Linked DNA regions of Sus scrofa: region 2 is linked to region 1. Evidence: chromatin contacts called from public Hi-C data. All regions are on one chromosome and are shown on one strand. The core of a region is the stretch at or near the end of the contact, and the rest is flanking DNA. Distances in the headings are between cores, read along the strand shown.

Region 1 (6,181 bases), core at 482-2,981:
AAGAAAACTATACCCACTCATTCCATCCACTCTTCCAAGCTGTCTTGACTCATTCTCACTTTCTCTTTTCCACTCCACATTAAATGCAAGAGAAAAATCTCCTGGCATCCTAGCTAGCTTCTACAAATATCACCTCCAAGGGCCTTGTGTTCCTCTGAAATTCCATTAGAGTTGGATAAGAAACACTGAAAGATGAGGAAGGACCTAAAGAAGGAATTTTACTTATTTCCCAGCTTGCCAAAATTAGATACACATTCCCCATCTAGATATCCCTGTATCTAAGAAAAACATGACCTAAGGCCCTGGGGCAGTTCTGTGCCCTGGGTTTTGAAGTTGTTCAACTTCACAATTTCCACCTTTTAGCTAGAAAAGCTGAGGTGAGAGAAGAGGCAAGAATGACTAAGATATTCCTGGGAGACCAAACAGGCCTCACCAAAAAACAAAGAACACAACAAAGTCCCATTTTATAAGACATATGAGAACCAGAAATCAAGGCTGCCTGCAGAGCCAAAGCTCACGGTAGAACTTAGCGTTTAAGGAGGGTTTCCAATCTTTTCAAGCATCTGAACAAAAATGTCAGGGCCCTAATGGAAGATGGCTCGACTTTTAGCATGAATTGAGGCTGCAAATAACAAAAGCTACTCTGAATCCAGAAGCTGCTTAAGTGATTGTATTGCATTGCTCACAGCAGTACCTGCAGACATTAAAGCTGTAGGTATGTTTGTGAGGACTCTAACCTACCGAGAGTATTTATGGGAGCATCTAAAGTCCTCATTTACTCCACTTGCCCCACCCGCTAAGCAAGAGCCGCGGTCCTAAAGCAAGCGTTCTCCACCGGGTCGATGTTATCTACAAGGGGTGAAATCTTACTCTTTTTATGTATAAAGTACGATACATAAGTAGCTATACAGTGCATGAATGGTATTAGAATTCCGGGGGAGGGGGGACAGGTTTGGTGAACAAACATTCAAAAAGGCTTTTAAGAGGGTAATAACGGGGAGGGGGGTGTATGAAAAACAACTATCCCTCAAGGGTCCTGAGCTAAGACTGTCAAAAGAAGGACCTGACAGGTATTTTTCTCCCAGACAACAACCTGAGGGTCAGGGGTCTCTGACTCTGCTTCGACCTCGGCCAGAAAGAGATGTTTTCCTCTGCACGCCTCAAACCGCAGAGGGCAATGCCCGCCGTTCGCTCCCTCACGGCGTGCCATGTGCGGGTGTAACGAACGACTGGCAAAAAGCTTTGGAAACTGCCAAGCGCTGCACCAAAGCCAGAGAAGGGCTCTATTCTTGTTTGTACGAAGTCCCCCGGGCGGGGCCCCCTCGGCCTCCACACTTGTTGCTTCCCCGCCCCGCCGGCCTCCCCTTCAGACTTTCCCTCCGCGACCCCACTCCTCTCTCCGAACATGTGTTATCAGGGGTCCTCCCCCACCCCAAACCCCGCGACCCGGCCCCGCGAGCCCCTCACCCAAGCCACGAGGCCGGCGCGCTCCGTTCTGGCCCTGGCGCTGGCCGAGTCCCCAGCCCCCGCCCCCTGCCCGGCTCCCGCCGCCAGCCCGGCCACCCGAGGCCGCCGTTTCCTAGACAGCCGCGCGGCCGCTCCGCAGCCGCCGGGGCGCGCGCGCAGACGGCGGGAGGTGAGGGCGCAGGCGCGGGCCCGAGCGAGCCGCTGGCGCGTGGCCGCGCGCGCGCGCCCGAGCGCGGTGGGCGGAGGAGCGGAGGGAGCGGCGGGGCCGCGAGGGGGCGGGGGGGGGGCGCGGAGAGGGGAGCCCCGGGAACGCGAGCCGCGGCCAGCGCGGCTGCAGAGCCCAGCGAATCCCCAGCCCCGGCAGCAGGTATGTGTCCCCGCAGCCAGCCGTGGCCGGGGCTTCCCCTGCCTCGCTTCCAGGGTCCTGTGGCCGGGGTAGGGGTGGGGGCTGGTCTGGGTTTGCAGGGTACGTGCCCTGGAGGGCTGGGATCTTACCACTGACCTTCATCCCCGCTGGCCCGGGTAGCAAGGCAAGGGTGCCTGGGGCAACCCAGGTCTTCAGCTCCAGCCTGGGGATCTGCTTCTTGTCACATGCTTCTTATTTATTTTTGCAAACTGCCCTGGTTCGGGTCCAGCTGCAGATGCCTTACCTCCCATTCTTTGCCTCCGTGTGCCATCTTGCATTTATTAATAAAACATGCAAGCTTGGGGGTGGGGGGATTGCTGCTGAGGGGAATCCCTTTGCAGTATAACAAGCGGGCGCCTATTTTCGGTTTTCAGGCGTGGTATTGAGGTGGAAATCCCACACTCTAGGGATTTGTGGCTTGGTTGGTCGTGACCACTTCCTAGTGGGCTTCCCCCATCTGTCTGGAGGCGCCACAGCAGCAGGATGGACTGTCAGGAAAGGATGGTGGATTTTCACCGTCAGGCCAGAATCGCGTTTTAGGGACAGGTGCAAGCTACAGCAGACAGTTCCCTGCTTGCTAACTTGCCAGGGTAGCTTAAACCTAGAAAATTGTTTCCCTTGATTGCTGAGAGGAGGCCTTGAACAGAATCCCAGAGACTTGCAGACTCAAACTCATTAAGGTTTTGCATCTGAAGATGACTAAAGCTTGCCACCTGTTGGAAGATAGACCCCATGAAATCCCCTGTAATCTAGCCCACCAATCCCTGTTTCAGTCACTAATACTGAGATAACAATAGGCACATATTGATTCCTTCTGTGTTCTTTAATACTGCTTGGCTTTTGTCTTTTTTAAAATAAAACCTACCTATGACTTGATGCCCCATGTGTCATAGATTGAAATTACATGATTACTTTGTATCCCATACACGTGTAACATCATATCCTACACAGTAAATTTCTCTTCAGTGTATATGTTACCTATTTCCGCAGCTTTTTACTTTGCTTCAGGCAACAGCTGAAAAGTGGGATGTATGTAACTGATTACCTTTCTTTCTTTGTTTTTCTACCCTGAAATACTGTGGTGAAAAAAGAAATAGTAAAAGCTGGAAGCATAGAATGAAATGGTTATCCAAGATGTTGGGATACAGCAGCAGGACTGTAATTATTAGTAGTCAGAGTGCCACATCGAATCGTGAGAAGGACATATTTCTTAAATGCTCTTATGTGCCAGGTACTGAGCTACAAGCTCTTGGTGCATGATCTCATTTAATCCTCATAACCTATTGTCTCCATGCTGAAGATGAAGAGACTAAGACTTAGAAAGGTTAGCTAACTCGCCCAAGGTCGCACAGTCAGGGACAGAGTAAGGATGCCACCTCTAGTGCATCTGATTGCTGGGGGGTCAGATGGGAGGGGGTAGGAGTAGCCCTTAACCCTGATGCTGCCATGCCACCTACATTTTCATTAACATCAAACCTTCTGCATGAGCACTTGGGTCTGATTTTCCATTTCAGAGATCTCACATCAACCTTTGTGGCTTTCCAGTAAGAGAAACTCTTGTTTCAGAATACGTTCCTGTGGAATTTTTTAAGGTGGCACCGAGCCTATAAAAATGGGGTCCAAGTCGTGCTTCTGTTTAACTTTCCCAAATAAGCAATTAAGTTCGAAAAGTTTTTTTCCCTTCAGATTTGAATCTATAAAATGTATATGCATCAGGTAGAATGAATCACTCACGTTTTACTTATAACATCCCACTCCAATCTTCTTGCCAGCCTGCACACTATCTTCTGGTCTCACTGCCAGTCATAAGAACAACGTTGTCTATCACGCACCCTTGTGTGTGTGTGCCTTAACAGGTGAAGGACTCCATATAAGCTGTGGACCATAATTCAGTCTCTCTCTGATTGTAGCAGCCTATTCGTTTGAAAGTCTTAGAATTTGTACATTCAGCGATGGTTGTATATTTAATCTTTTTTTGTAAGTGCATTGTTATAATGCAAGTTTTTAATTTTGCTGCACATTCCTAACAGTTCTCACAGACTTAGAAATCACTGTAGTTACATCAATGGGAAATTCACCTAGTGGAGCTACAAACTTTTTTTCTAAGGTCATGTATTTGAGGTGATGGTGAGAAAAGTATAGGTAAGTATGAGTGATAATTTGAAAATTATATCCCATGGAAGTTACGGCTTTAATTATAAATTGATGAATAATATTAGGTCCTAAATAAAAGACTCATAAATTCCATAAGCGCTGTTTTGTTTCTTGTGCAATATAAGTGTTTTAGGACATCATGATGTTACTTTTCATTATGCTATGTTGACAGTAAAGCAATTTATGTAGCTGTTTTGCCTCATGAAAATCACTTGGTTTGGGAAGAGCACATCCCCAGTGCTTATGGAAATGCTGAGATAGAGTTTTTCTGCCCTGAGGATTTCCAGTCTATGATCAGATAACCTCAAGATGAGTCTTGATGTTACTGGAGGAAAAGGAGAAAGCAAAGGGAGGTGTTGCTTGATTCCGGGGAGCAAATGGGTTTTCCTGTGGGAAACCCACTATCCTCTTCAGTCAGAAATCTCATAATTCAAAAGCATCCAAGAAGTGGACTAGTCTACTCTCTTCTATTCAATCGGGATTTTATTTACTGCAGAGCTAAGCACCTTTATTTGGTGCAGTGGTCAATCTGAGCAATGTTAAAATGTTTCTGACTATTTGTTTTCTTGAAACATATATTTAAACTGGGAAAAGCCATATGGGTGACTGTGGATGCTTAAGCATTTTTTTTCCCTTTTTTTTTTTTTTGGAGGTGGGGAAGCACCTAAAATTTTTCCAAGCTATATAACTAGCATGCATTGCAGTGACTGATTGTAATGCACATTTTAATGCATTGTTGAGTAAGACACTGGGAACTGGCATGTTTGTCTTTCCTTGACTGACCTTGTAGTCTACTTAGTTGTGAAATGTCTTGTTTTCTTATAGCATTTCTTAACTTAGTATTCTTTAAAATGAGGTTTTGGTTTTTTTTTTTTTTTTTCAATGTCAACAATCTTGAATCACAAAAAAAGTTCACAGTCAGCCTACTCTGAAATACTTGATTTTCACCAGTCTTCTTACTCCTTATTGAGACCACCATTAATAGTTTGGTGTAGATTCCTCTGGATTTTTGAATGTGGATACTAAAATGTTACTGCTTGCCAGCAATACTATATAGATGCATACTGTTTTGCAGCTTCTTTTCTTGCATTTGGTAGTATACCGTGGACCTCCAGAAGGCTCTTGAATGGCACACTTCCAGAGATCTTTTATTTGGCCACAAGGAGAGCTAGATGAGAGGAGAGGAGCCCTGGGGTGGAGGAAGGGAACTAATGTATGATGGGCAGGAACTGGGGGTGAACTGTGTTCTGGGGTCGGTAGCGCCACATTCTGTATGTCCTTTAACCCTTTGCAGTGACCCTTTGTGGTCAACTGTTTCTAGTTGTCTAGAAACAGCTGGAAAGGAGAGCCTAAGGATTATGACATAAGGAGCAGAAATGAGATTCAGGCCCAGGGCGGTGTGACCCTGGGCTTTTTCCTTCTTTTTACTCTGATTGCAGGATGGAGAACGCTGTGCCCCATAGTTCTCTGGCCTCCCTTCCTACTCTGCCTGTGCTCTTGTACACGGGCCTCCTTGCTGCTCCCCTACCTCAAGGCCTTAGCACTAAGTGGTTCCCTCTCCTGGACTGCTTTTCCCACAGTTCCCTGTGTGATTTGCTCTCCCACCTCCTTTTGGCCTTGCACAAAATCTGACCACTCCCTTAAAACTGCACACCCTCTCTCAGGCATTCTTATCTGCCCTCCCTGCTTTTTTTTTCATTCATAGCCCCTCCGAACATACTATATAAATCTCCCCCAGGGAACACTCCAGAACACAGAGATTTTGCCTCTTTTGTTCACTTCCTTAGCCCTGGTGCTGTGGAAAGAAATTGACAAGTCACTGTGGCATCCTTGAATCTCTCAGCCTCCCACTCTTCTTGTTTTTTGTAGCCCTTACAGTTCTCCGTAGAGAGCAGTGAAACCTTTCAAATGTAAAGGCTCTTTGTATGGTGGTGGGGGGGAACAGCAAGAAAAGTGGAGAAGAATCTTGAGTCATTGTTGGGAAAAGAGGAACCTCCCAGGCAGAGTCAGCATCTCTAAAGATGACAAGAACGTCTCCTGAGTGCTGGGTTGTATGACGAGGCAGCAAAAGGTACATGGAGAGATGACCAGGGATGGAGAGGAGATCTGTGTGGGTTCCTCTCTGTCTAGAGCACAAAATGGTTTTGAAGACTT
Region 2 (6,708 bases), core at 3,798-6,297, 77 kb after region 1:
ATTTTCTGTAGCTTAAAGAGAGTTCCCATGTGTGGAGACATCTCACCTTGTCATAACTAATAATGACAGCAGCCACAGTGACGATAGGATTCCTTGTATTTTTATCTAGCTGTAAGTTGGTGGTGCTGTTTATTTGTTACATGATCATTTTGAAAGCACTTCTCCATACGTTTGATCCTAGAGCAACCCTGTGATAGGCAAGACTGAATCCCCTTTTATAGACAAGGGAATTCAGATTTGGAGAAGTGAGACTCCCTAGGTAAGAGGTAGTAGAACTGGGACTTCAAGCCATCAGGCCAGTTCTCTCTCCCATCCTGGTCCTTTTGGTGTTCATCCTAGTTTATGGTCCCAGGAGTCTGATGTACATGGCAACCAATGGCTTGTCTGCTCCCTCTTTTGTCCTTCTTCGTGTCTCTTCTGTCCAGCACAGTGGGCTTCCTGTCCACCCACCTCGTAGACCCATTTGGTGCACTGGGAGGGGAGGGCCAAGAGTCTTGACTCCTAGCTTTGGCTGAGTGAGTGGAGAGGTCCCCTGTCCAGAAGATGGTTCATTCAAGTGCAAATAAAAAAAAGAAATGAAATTGGTGCCCACCCTACCCCCTCCTCCTTTCCTGCCTTTGGCAAAATCCAGGACTAGAGATCTGGCCATCCCCAGACCCATTCAGTCATCCTGGACTTGTTTTCTCAAATGCCCCCAGATCCTATACGGGACCTTCGGTATTCAGGGTCTGTCAAAGCTCCAGCAGAGTCCCACTGGCCTTCCCTAGTCTCTGAGCAAGGATGGCAGGGAGCCCAGGATTGCTTTTGTCTGATAAGCCTCGTTGGCTTTTGTACAGCTGGTGGCCCCTTGGTTCCAAAGTACCTTCCAGCAGAATGTGACCACACTAGTTTTACACTCAACCTGTCTTCAATTAAACCATGTTGTATACTTTCCCTCCCGCTCATCCCTACGTCTGCTTTTTATGAGATCTGACCATAACAGAGTCTTTCTTTCCCTGTTGTGGGTTATACTCAGGGCCCTCGGCCACTCAGGCTGTGACATAGCATTGAGAGGAACTGAGAACCTGGCCGACACTGGAATTTTGCTTAAAATTAAGTATCCAGGAGATTGATTTTGGTGGGAGATCCAATAGCAGCTCATAAAAGGCATCTTAACTTCCATAAAACGCACAATCGGAGATTTATTGCTCTTCTAAAGCAAACCGTAAAAAAAGGCGCAGGAATTCATTTGAGAAATAATGGAGAGAGATTTTATGTCTCCAGAATCATCTGGAGGTCTTTTCAGAGTCACACAGGCCCCAGCCTCCCGGTTCCCACCAGTACTCATGTGACTCAGGATGGAAAGAATCCACGGCGTGTCGGGGCTTGCCTACCGAGGCTCATCTGGACCCAAAGCCAGGGACCCCAAAGTCTCCCCCCTGGAAGCTGGCGTTGCAGCCTCCTTCCCCCGAACATGCTCCAGGACCTTGTTTCCACCCACCCCTGGGGCTGCTCACCTCAGAGCTCCGGGGAGGCGGTGGGTTCTTCTCTCTGGGTCAGCCCACCCCACCGATGGCTTTGGGCCTTTTCGCTTGGCCCCCAGGGGATCTGAGCTGCAAGCTGAGCAGGCCTGGCCAGAGCCCTGGAGAGAAGCAGCCCTGGCTAGGCTAGCATGTTCTCAGCTTTCCTGCATCTTGTCTGCAGCCCCTGCATCCACAGCCAGCGGATGGCCTACCAGTATCCCTTTCAGGCTGGCCCCTGGGATTGGGGGGGTACTCCTCTCCCACCCACTCTCCATCAAAGCCCGCCTGACCCTTGTCCGGGGCCCCAGTGCCCTACTTTTGACCTCGCTCCTTGATAAACTATGCTCTGCTATGGCTCAGAGTTTAGTCAGGGCTGCTGAATGATAAAAGGACCTGCCAGAGGTGGTGCCTTAATGCCACAGATTGTCTGGTGGAGGTTGGGGTGGGAGCTCTCAGTGGCTGACGGCTCCCCCCCCCCCCCCCCCCCGCTCACACTCTGGAGTTCAGAAGCCTAGCAGACCCCAGCTGCTTGCTCTGCCACTTGCAGGAGGCTGACATGCCCTGCCCCACCCCTGGCTCCCTCTTCTGGTCCTGATCCTTCTCCCTCTAACACCCTGGCAGATATTACCATCTCAGCCACTCAGAGTTTTCAGAATGCAAAATCCAAGTAAGCCCACCTTAGGTCCCACTAACAGTGCACGGTGCTTTGGAGGTAAATTGCGGAGGGGATTTAGCCCTGACCTAAGCTGCCTCCCCAGGTCCGAGAGCCCTGGATGTCTTCAGAAGTCCCCCTCTGGAGGGCTCCTTGCTGGGAGGATGGCTGTGGCACAAAGCCCAGCTTGGTTGATGGGGCTGAGCGGGGCCTCTGAGAGGCAGCCTGTCGGGAGACAGAGGCCACCCCTCAGAGGGAGCAAGACAGAACATCCCAGGACCCCCACCTCCTCCATCACAGACACCCCTTAAAGCCGCCCTGATGGTCTCTGGCCCAGCTGCATATAGATCTAAATGCTCATGCCCTGGGCCCTCAGAGACCTGCCTCCGCACCGTGAAGCCCCCTCTACCAATGCACCTAATTCCTTGCGCCTGAAATTGGCCCCTGTTATTGTGCTTGCAGTTTCCAGTGCATTCCAGTTTGCTGGCGTGATACACTGGATCAGTCTGGTCATTCTCTCCGTGTTCTTCTCAGAGGTAGGTGGAGACTTGGGCCCGGTGACCATCTCTTTTGGGCGCCTCCTATCGCGGCGAGACAAAGCTTTATCCTCTAAACATTTTCTGGTGTCAGGCCCTCTGCCAGCCCTCGAAACTGCAAAGAGGGAAACACCATACAGGGAGCTGAGTCCTGTGCTGGGAGATGATGCAGGGAGGCTGGGCCTTGGCAGGTGACCCAGAGGGTGAGCAGGTGTTGTCCAGGGAAGGAGTAGATGGTGATATTGGTAAAGGAGAGGCTAGGTGGGTTGAGGGAGAGGGAAAGGTTCAGGAGGCAGATGCTGGGCCGAAGCTCAGGGGGCCTGGAGGTGGGGAGACTGGGGTCTAAGTGGCCGTGGTCCCGGAGACACAGGTAACCTGCCCCTTGGGGCTGAGGCATGTGAAGGGCAGAAAGGATGGAGTCACAGGGCTGGGCAGTGGACCTGACCCAGTTCTTTTTTTGCCTTTTTGCCATTTCTTGGGCCACTCCCATGCATATGGAGGTTCCCAGGCTAGGGGTCGAATTGGAGCTGTAGCCACCGGCCTACGCCAGAGCCACAGCAACGCGGGATCTGAGCCGTGTCTGCGACCTACACCACAGCTCACGACAATGCTGGATCCTTAACCCACTGAGCAAGGCCAGGGATCGAACCCGCAACCTCATGGTTCCCAGTCAGATTCGTTAACCACTGAGCCACGACGGGAACTTCTTGACCCAGTTCTTTAGGGGGTATAGAGTTAGGCCAGGCCGAGCTGTGCTCCCTCTGTGGGAGCAAGGGAACACTTGTCTGGGGTCAGGAAGCATGGATGCTCTTCACTGTTGCTGGACTCAGTAGATGAAGCCCAAGTTCATCTCCCTGTGTGTGAGGTAGGAGGGGAAAAAGCCCCTAGAGGCTCATGGGCACTGGGTTGGAGCGGGAGCGGATAGCTCTGGGGGCGGGGTCTGAAGTGTGTGGGAACCAGGATCTTGACACACTTCCTCCAATGTGACACCAATGAGGGATGCATCCTCTGAGCAGCCCCCAGCCTGTCACAGTGACACCCTGGCCTGCATTTCAGGGGCCTTGACGTAGGGCTGCTCCTGGCAGGGTCTCCGGGGGAAGCTGAGAAGCCCAGGCTGGATCCCGTGAGCAGGGGCAGGTCTCTGAAGGACAGGGGAGCTTTATGTGGAAATCCTGCTCTTCCTAACAGAAGACCAGCCCAAGTCAGCTGGCCACTGTCCCTCTCCCTTCGTGTGTCACAGGTCCCAATTAGCCCGTGCAGGGCCCTAGTGGGGCCTCTCAGCGAGGTCAGCAAGCTTGGGGAGAAAGCCAGAAAGGAGGCAAGCCCAGAGCCTGTAGGGGAGGTGCAGACCATGCACACATGCGTGCCCACACGCAGCTCACACCAGCACAGGGGACAATCCCCCGGAGGCAGAGGGGGTCTGAGTCCCAGGGCACAGGAGGGCCATGAAAGGAGGAAGGATGCTCTGGGAGAGCAGCGATGCAGGCAGAGGTTCGGAGAAGACTTTGTGATCAGGGAGCCCGAGGAGTCAGGCCCCAGGGTGCTCCTGTAGGCCTGCTCCGACCCCGTCTCATGGCACGTGCTCTCTCTCTCAGACTCAGTGGAGGCCTGGGCCTCAGGCCCAGAGTTCTGAATCCTGAGTCTGAGTGTGGAGTGCAGTGGGGCTGGGCAGCAGCACTCCAGGCACGGAACGTTCTCTTCCCAGGCCTCTTCCGTGCAGCCCACGGATTTGGCAGGCGAGCCGAGGCCCAAGGCTCCGACTATGGGGGCAGATCCCAGCACTGCCCGCCTGGGAAGTGTCCCAACCCTGCTCGCTGAGGTCATTGCTTCCCAAATAGTGCCTGCTCCCCAGCCCACTGCCCCTCAGAGGGTCCTGCCCTCCCTGGCCCCCTTGTCTCCACTCACCAGGAGATTCCCTCACACACACACACACACACACACTCACGGAGGCCGTGGCCAGATGTCTCCTTGATGCAAACCTTGGAAAATGTGCCATGTGTCTGTGACTGCCAACAAAAATGTTTAATCAGTTGCTGCGGTTCTTCCATCTATCCCTCCCCTTGCGTTTTATTGCCTTGGCAGAATTTATTACCCAGCGTTAATTTGGCATTCCCTTCCTGTCACTGCCGGAGACGAGCCACCTGAAACAGACAAGCCCCTGTGCAGAGAAATCGTGGCCTCAGACGTCCCCCCCGCCCCCCACCACCCACCACACACACACACACACACACACACACACACACACACAGCTGTGGAAGGGGCTGGGCCTCCCAAGGCTCAGTGGGGAGAGTGGGGGCTGGGGGAGCATGACTGAGGCCTCAGACCTTGTCAGAGACAGCGGGGGGCACGGCGGGGCGGGGCGGGGGGGGGAGAAACAGGAGTAACAGAGGAGTGACAGAGGGGTCCTGGGGATTAACAGAGGAGATGCCCCCACTTCTCCAGCATACCCAGCCTAGCGTGAGCAGAGGGGCTGGTACACAGTGTTCTCAGGAGAGGCAGCCCAGCTAGGCTGCCAGGGCTCCTAGCATCTGAAGAGGCTGAAAGAGTCCCATGGAGGCCCCCACCCCCACTTCCCAGAGGGCTGGAAATGTGTGTGGGTGTTTGTGCTTCTCCCAATGATCCGGACAGCTCTAGTGGGAAGGGCCAGGGGAGCCAAGCATCCCTCAGCCATGGGGCAGGTCTGCATATTCGCCTGCTGAAAATGCCAGCAGTGTCTCTTTGAAACCATAGGGACCAGGAAGGTAGCCCAGTGTCACTCAGTTTCCACCCAAACTGGTCCCAGGACTCTGGACTTGTCATCTGGTCTGTCCCCACTGCATCCCTTGTGGCCCAGATGTCCGCAGGGGGCGAGCGAACCAAGGATCAGGGAAGGGCCTGAGCCAGGAACTGAGAAAGAAAAAGGCAGACCCTGCAATGCCTCTGACCGTAAACCCAGCATGATGGGCACACCCTCCTCATCTATGGGGAAGCCACTGCCCCCACTTCGGGGCTGGCCCTTCTTTCTCAGTGGAATGCCCAGGGACATGGCTGTGGACTGAGGGCGGGGGGCGGAGGGCAGCGAGGGGACGGTCTCAGGCAAGTTCTCAGAAGGTCTGACCCAAAGGACTGCAGACGCCCTGCAGCCTTTCACCTCGTCCTGAGAGACAGCCCACCCTTGTCTCAACTGAGCTTTGGGACAGCCACCAAACCAGGGGGGACATTTTGAGAGTTGGGAAGCGGAAGCCTCGGGACGAGCAGCATGCTGCTGGGGCTGCAGGAACACAGACGGGGTGCGTGCTGCGCTAGTCTGTCCTTGCCCATCCCAGGGCTCGGCTCCAGGGAAGGCAGCTCTAGGCCCGAAGAAGAGAAGCCTGGGGCTGGTTTAGGCTCAGGTTGAGCACATCTGTTCCAACAGGCCGAGCTGTTCAGCCGCAAGGCAGGTGTTTCTCAAACACCTGAGAGTAGGCGCCCCCACAGTCAGGCCCCGAAGGGGCCCTGGAGGGGCCTGAGGTAGAAGTGGGTGCCCAGGAGGTCAGGCAGGGTCCCCCCGCTTCTGTAGGGCCCTGCAGCATTGGGCAGAGCCTATGGAATCCAGACAGAGAATTGTGGGGCCAGTGTTTCCAGAGTGCCACCCCACCCTTGGCTGAGACCAGGCCCGGAGGCCACTTGCCACTGTGGAGGCCAGCTGCTTCTCTTCCCAAGACTGCGTGAGGCCTTAGGGCCTGGCCAGACCTTAGGGCCACCCTGCAGCAGGGCCATAGTGCAGACCATGGGCTGTTGGTTCTGCCCCCTACTTGGGGCAGAGATGCAGAGTCTTAGGTCTTTTCCTGCAAGAGGAGAAGGCTGGCCTTCTAGAGCCTCAGCAACTGCTGCTTCTTCCTCCTCCTATTTATTAGGATGATGATGCTCTTGAGGTGAAATTTACATAACGGGACCCTTTTAAAGCTTTCCACTCAGTGGCATTCAGCACACACACAATGTTGTACAGCCATCACCCCTTCCTAGTTCCAAAGGATGTTCATGACCCCCAAGAGGAGAC

What was found. A called contact is a pair of places that touch in the nucleus more often than the background predicts.
Region 2: a contact with region 1 is called in a Hi-C map of liver, with 2.8 times the contacts expected there. The contact joins the promoter of LOC106507705 here to the promoter of TMEM266 in region 1. A contact is called at or near these places in 3 of 5 promoter capture datasets (fetal liver, liver and skeletal muscle), 23 of 47 Hi-C or Micro-C datasets (adipose tissue, brain, embryonic fibroblasts and 13 more) and 1 of 2 datasets of contacts at active chromatin or transcription factors (skeletal muscle).

The regions. Positions count from the first base shown.
Region 1 is chr7:56,309,779-56,315,959 of Sscrofa11.1, forward strand. It overlaps TMEM266 (transmembrane protein 266), which reads left to right and starts at 1,732. Exons shown (of 11, transcript XM_021098998.1): 1 at 1,732-1,834. NRG4 (pro-neuregulin-4, membrane-bound isoform) reads right to left here and starts at 1,630. Exons shown (of 7, transcript XM_021099011.1): 1 at 1,468-1,630.
Region 2 is chr7:56,383,921-56,390,628 of Sscrofa11.1, forward strand. LOC106507705 reads right to left here and starts at 5,048. Exons shown (of 2, transcript XM_013989027.2): 1 at 4,901-5,048; 2 at 3,274-4,630. The coding sequence starts at 4,514. The coding sequence ends at 3,537. TMEM266 (transmembrane protein 266) reads left to right here. Exons shown (of 11, transcript XM_021098998.1): 5 at 2,617-2,690.